Linked DNA regions of Mus musculus: region 2 is linked to region 1. The links are chromatin contacts, called in public promoter capture Hi-C maps. All regions are on one chromosome and are shown on one strand. Each heading gives the region's core, a stretch centred on a gene start, on an enhancer-like site or on the middle of the called end of the contact. The rest is flanking DNA. Distances are from core to core; before and after follow the strand shown.

The links. Promoter capture Hi-C pulls out the DNA fragments that hold promoters and counts their contacts.
Region 2: a promoter capture Hi-C map of the HPC-7 cell line shows a contact between it and region 1, with 5 times the contacts expected there. The contact joins the promoter of Ptpn21 here to the enhancer-like site in region 1. A contact is called at or near these places in 4 of 39 promoter capture datasets (the 3T3-L1 cell line, the HPC-7 cell line, HPC-7-derived erythroid cells and 1 more) and 2 of 115 datasets of contacts at active chromatin or transcription factors (the NIH/3T3 cell line and bone marrow-derived macrophages).

The regions. Positions count from the first base shown.
Region 1 is chr12:98,214,406-98,217,353 of GRCm38.p6, reverse strand. It overlaps Galc (galactosylceramidase), which reads left to right. Exons shown (of 17, transcript NM_008079.4): 12 at 1,017-1,103; 13 at 2,871-2,948. Among named protein-coding and RNA genes, the nearest start is that of Galc, 44 kb to the left of the region's middle. Within about 2 kb of position 1,538, at least 27 of the 459 cell types and tissues checked have an H3K27ac peak or open chromatin away from gene starts, as enhancers often do. A contact at or near this core is called in the HPC-7 cell line and bone marrow-derived macrophages, where this site is marked.
Region 2 is chr12:98,735,925-98,738,872 of GRCm38.p6, reverse strand. Ptpn21 (protein tyrosine phosphatase, non-receptor type 21) reads left to right here and starts at 1,468. Exons shown (of 19, transcript NM_001146199.1): 1 at 1,468-1,508.

The DNA of each region.
Region 1 (2,948 bases), core at 289-2,788:
CTTACACTTCCACACTGTTGTTCATCACCAAGGAAGTCAGGACTGGAACTCAAGCAGGTCAGAAAGCAGGAGCTGATGCAGAGGCCATGGAGGGATGTTCCTTACTGGCTTGCTTCCCCTGGCTTGCTCAGCCTGCTCTCTTATAGAAGCAAGACTACCAGCCCAGAGATGGTCCCGCCCACAAGGGGCCTTTCCCCCTTGATCACTAATTGAGAAAATGCCTTACAGCTGGAGCTCATGGAGGCATTTCCTCAACTGAAGCTCCTTTCTCTGTGATAACTCCAGCTGTGTCAAGTTGACACAAAACTAGCCAGTACAGTAATAAACAAAGACATTTTAGAGTAAATAGTTAAATGTTTAACAAGGTTTTTACAGAGGGCAGATGAGTGTTTTGCATCGAAGGCACTAAGACCTGTTTAATCTTCGCTAGTGTTCTCAGGTGTTAATGCAGTGGGTTAATTAAATGAGTTAAATGAGTAGCGATTTCTGGACTACAGTGCTCTCCTCTGTAAAAGGAAGCATGTTAGGTTTCTTCAGGGACACTGGGCACAGTGCTAGAGGCAAGCATGTTAGAAACAGGCACACTCCCGAACATTCGCAGCGGAAGGGAGTTTAACAAGGAATGGTCGTAGACTCATGCTGGACCTACCTAGTGCAAGGTCAGAGAACACATACATGCTCAAAAGGGGACGATGACAGGGGTGCTTCTGAGCATGCCCAGTTGAGTGTTACAGTGATTAAGCTGGTGCCAGTCAGTGTCCCCAGGCTGTGTCCCGCTTTCCTTACGCGTTTAGGTGAAACGAAAGCAGAAAAAGACAGGTCCCTGGAGGCGGTTAATGCAGCTGCTTGCTGCTCCTGGTGACAGGACGTGAAAGATTGGCTTAAACAATGTCCTGTTTTCCAAACCTAGAGGTGGTCTTTTCAGCGACTGGAAACAGTGGGCATTGCTTTCTTGAGGTATTAATAACAGGAATTGATGAATCTCTCAAGTATGTTTTCTTGTGTTTTCTCCACAGAGAGAAATACAAGAGCTGCAGGTGTGGTATACCAAGCTGGGAACTCCGCAGCAGAGACTTCATTTTAAACAACTGGATACTCTATGGGTAGTTTTATCATTGATTTCTATGCTTGGGACGTTACAACGGTAAAAAGGGGCAAATTGGATCAATGAATTAAAATGAAGATGATTTTATGGCTACGGGACAGTGGAGATAAAATGCATTCATATCTTCATCAGAAATCGTGATGAAGGTGTGAGAAGCTTTTATGTGCACCGCTGTGCTGTCCTTAGACACTAGTTATGTTGGTGGCTGTGCCACCATTGCCTGGCTGCCCCCCTTTGAGACCATCCGCTCAGTCTGTGTCCCCACAGCAGTTGACTGTAGGCAGTCCTGCCCTCTGTGGGTTTCTCTTATGCTTTGTTCTTTCTTCTCTCTGCTACTCGTTTCTGTTTGGTCTCCCTTATTCGTGGACAGTGCCCCAGGTCTCAGCAGTCAGTCAGAATCTCAGAGCCAGCCATCACAATGCTAGAGAGTGGGGTGCCTAAAATAGGAACGGATCAGCAGCTTTCCCCACATAGCTTTCCTCACATTCCCCATGTGAGCCCCACTGACCTGTCACGTGACCCTCACTGTCCTCTCAGGAAGCAGAAAACAGATTTCCTTTTCAGATGCTTATCTCAGTAGCTGGTGTTTCCTCCCAGAGTGAACGTCTCAATTTCCTTCATATCTGTGAAGATATGTCACCTCAAGTGTGGGTTTCTTCAAAGCCTCACTCACTGGGCCCAGTGTCGGGCTCTGTGGGTCTCATCACAGGCTCCCCACCACTTTGCTGTCCTGGAGGTTGGGGATTTGCCTTATTTTGCTTTTAGTCCAGGGGTTTATGGTGCTTGGAACTGGGTGACTTCTCAGGAAAGATTTCCAAGAATAAAGAGGCCCCAGAAAATAGGTTAATTACATCATCTATTTGACTTAATCTGATGGATTTTTAATAATGATTAATGTTATAGTTAGCTAGTCAATATCAATGGTTACATGCCCATTAGGCCACTCTGTACTTGTATAATAGTTTGCTAGAAATAACATAATCAAATTGATCTCCTGCATAGGAATATTGTTAATCCTGAGGCAGAATGTGGCATCAGATATTCATGGTTCTGCATCTATTTACCCTTAAAGCAATGATACGATGCTAAACCCTTTAATTCAGTGTAGATAAAACTCATTAAAGTTTCAAAGGAGGTTTGAGCTCAAGCCCACATTAGTTATGTGGGGATTCAAACGGCTCCAGAGGGCTACGCTTATTACAGGACTATGCTCTAGGGAGTATTTCCCCGGGGCCACACTTCGAGGTGAACTAAGCAAGACCTTTATAAACATGTGGTTTAATTCTCAGTGTATTGTTAGCTTCAAGAAGGCTAACTGTGACACAGAGTCAGCCTACTAATTGAAATCTGAACTGACTATACGATGAACAGATTTTAAGTTTTATTTCTTATTGTAAGATGTTTCTTGAGGTGTCTGTGGGCTTTGTGGGTTCTTTTCTTTAGCAAGGCTCTGAAAGAAGCAAGCAGGCTGCTGAGTTACATTAATTGAATGTACCCAAGCTTTAGAGAGCTTACAGTGTAATGGAAGAGTAGGGTGACAGATAGACCTTCAGGTATCTTGTCATTGGCACCCCCCATCTGGTGAAATTCTATAAAATATTATTTATACACTTCTAAAATACCCTTAAAGTTGTCAAGGGCCTGGGTACTTATTTCTGGTCTTCCTCACGTGTTTAGGAGGTCCTAACAGAATGGCTGTTCACGCTTATTTCTTTTACCGCTCCCCAGCACCTGTCCTTGAACGTGGGGCTGTCTTCTCTTTCAGCTCCTTGACGGCAGCGGCAGTTTCACACTGGAACTGGAGGAGGACGAGATATTTACGCTCACCACTCTGACCACAGGT
Region 2 (2,948 bases), core at 219-2,718, 520 kb before region 1:
GCCATGGGGATGTTTCTGCCAAATTCACATGACTGAGGGAAACAGAGCTTAAGTGCATGGTTGGTAAATGACATCTGTAGACTGTGAAGAAGTTCAACTTGGTTGTCTAAAGCACCACTTGGGTTTTAGGATCATTTTCTATTTTTAAATTTCTTTCATTTTCTTCCCGATTCAATTAACACGTTTTTATTTAGTGCCTACTGTCTGCCCAGAACTGCCCTCGGAATTCTAAGAGGTATAAATGAAGCCTCTACGAAACAATTTATAATATTCCTGCCAAGTGCGGCAGCCACGGCGTGGCTAGAACTTTTTTTTAATCTTGGAAGTAGAGCCCTAAATTGAGTCGGAGAGGCGTGGAGGGTTGACATAAATGGAAAGGGGTCTGGTGGCGCTGCCCCCTCTTTGTTGGGGACAGTGGGCATGCTGGAGAGAAGGTAATTAGAGTGGCCAAGGACGCACTCTAGACCACACATAGAGGTCTAGTAGCTGAACTTCACCTTGGGCGAACACTGGGAAGGACTGACAAACCCGAGGGAGAGTAACCATGGGAGTAGTGCGAAGAGGAAGAACTCTGAGGAGATGAAGCCAGGTGCTCGCGGTGTGGTTTAGCAAGAATACAGTATAATAATAAGCACTGGAGTCCCGCTGAGGGCAGCTCCTCTCAGTTCTCTCTGAGCTACTTCCATGGTTACTCCTTGGCAGTAGTCCTTCCCAGTGGTTCTCCAAGGTAAAGCTAAGCTATTACACATAAAGGGGAGATCTAGAGTGGCTTCCCTGGGCTTCCTTATTTCTAGAACTCTTATCCCTCTGCTCCCTAGTGGATTCTGGGGAGCAGCACCTCCAGCCTGCTGCCCATTTGGGTCAGCTTTCCACTTCTCTCCAAGTTCAGAGTTCCTACAGAGGAGCAGTGTGTGCTTGATGGGAGGAGCAGGCACTTAAAGCGGGTAGGGTAGGGGGCGTGTAGAAAGTCTTGAACTGTCTTCAGCAATGTTCAAGAGTACTCCAACAACCCCAGTTTCTTTACAGACCACCACCTAATAATGCAACCAAGCCCTTTCTACCTGGACTCAAAATAACCTCCTCTTCACCTCCCTTTTTTCTTCTTCTTCAAAGCTCTGCTTTATTTGGAAACTTAAAATAACTGGTCACACGGTTAAAAACAGCAGCGGCGCGCCCCCTCCCCGGTGGCCGGCCGCAGCTGTCCGGCCTCCCCCGCGCCCTGCCGCCCGCATTCCAACTCTCTGAGGTCACGCGCCGCCGCCTCCCCGGATCCGCGCGCCCGGCCCTAGGGGAGGGACGCGGGCCCCGCAGCTCCGGCCCCGGCCCCCGAGCTCCCCCAGAGAGTGCCGCCGCGGCCCGGCCAGTGCGGGCAAGGCGTGCGGTCGGCGCGCGGGCCTGGGGCGCGGGCGACCGAGCAGCAGAGGCTGCGGCGGCTGCGAAGGCGCGGAGCCCAGGGAGGCGGGACGCAGAGCCGGAGCGCGGCCCCGACCCGGCGGGAGCCGGAGCAGGTGAGGCGCGGGGGACTCGGGCAGGGGCGTAACAAAGAGCGAAGTCTTCCCTTGCTCGCTCTGATCTCCTAGTCATTTCTAAAAAGAGTCTGGAACTTCTATTCCGGACTCCTCCGCGGATAGTTGAGGCTTAGTTCTGGATCGGGGTTTGAAATCTTGGGCATATTTGTGACTCTCGGAATATGTGGAGTATGAAGGTTGCCGTATAACTTTGGCAACAAGGGGCATAAAGGAAAGTCTGTTTGGCAACTCCTTGTTTCGGTTTTGGAGCAAAGCGTCTTTACTCCTGGAGGAAGAATTCTTGGATCTGCAAATTCCGACTTGTGATTTCTGTAAACCCTGTTTAGATTGGCTGCTCTGAGCATGCTTGTCCTATCCCCAGCCGCCGCGGCCGAGAAAGCCTTATGATTATAAAGAATGTTAGTAAAAACCTTCTGAATCTTTATGAGCTCCAAGGAACCACTGCAGTATGTCTAATAGTTACTGACCCATGTTTTCTTTTCTCTTTCTTTTTAAGTTTTGGACAAGACAACAGTTCCACACTGGAAATAGTTGTTTTGTTTGTAGGCCATTTGGTTATATGCACAAATGTTCTGTGAGAAACAGGATTGATTTAAGGCACTAAGATATAGGCGTTCTAAAAATGTTAGGCTCTCTTTTTTAGTGAATATTTAACGTTAAAGGAATAGTGGCAAAGTTCCATGAACATGTGGTGACTGACTTGAGGTGTGACTCGAGTTAAAGTCTCTGGTGAGACTCAGAGTTAAAGTAAATTTGAGAAACCTCTAGAAGGGGGTATGGCTAAGAAAAATGAGAAATGGACTCGCTAACAGTGCAGAGCATCTTCTGTAAACCCGTGAAGCAGGATTTAAATATGCATCTTTTCTTATTCTATAATGGGATGATTTTATAGAGAAATTAGCCTGATTTTCTCTTTTAAAGGCTATATATAGTCTATTTCATTTAGTAGTTGGCACCTATACCAACCCTCTCCAGAGTATCTTAAGTTTCTACCTCTTGGCTGTAATATTGAAACATAAGTTATGGCATCATCAAGATATATTAATCAAACATAAAATTTTAAGTTACTAAGCAGTTTTTCCACAGTAGGTTTTATATGAATAATCAAGAAACCAGACATTCTTAGGAGAAGATGCATAGAAATTTAACAATCAAATGATAACAGTTGCCCAAATAAAAAGAGAAAACATTGGTTTTTCCTCCTCCCCAGTGCTGTAAAACATTCCAAATCTCAGCGACAACTGGAAATTTGAGTTTGTCTATTCAGAACTTAATAATTAAGCTATATAGTGTAGTATACTGTGTTAAGGGCATAGTTCCATCTTTAGAGTGGAGACACTAGCACATTTGACAGTATATAAATCAGATGTCTTCCCTTTGGACGCATGAAACTTTTAAAAATATACGTTAATGTTTTAG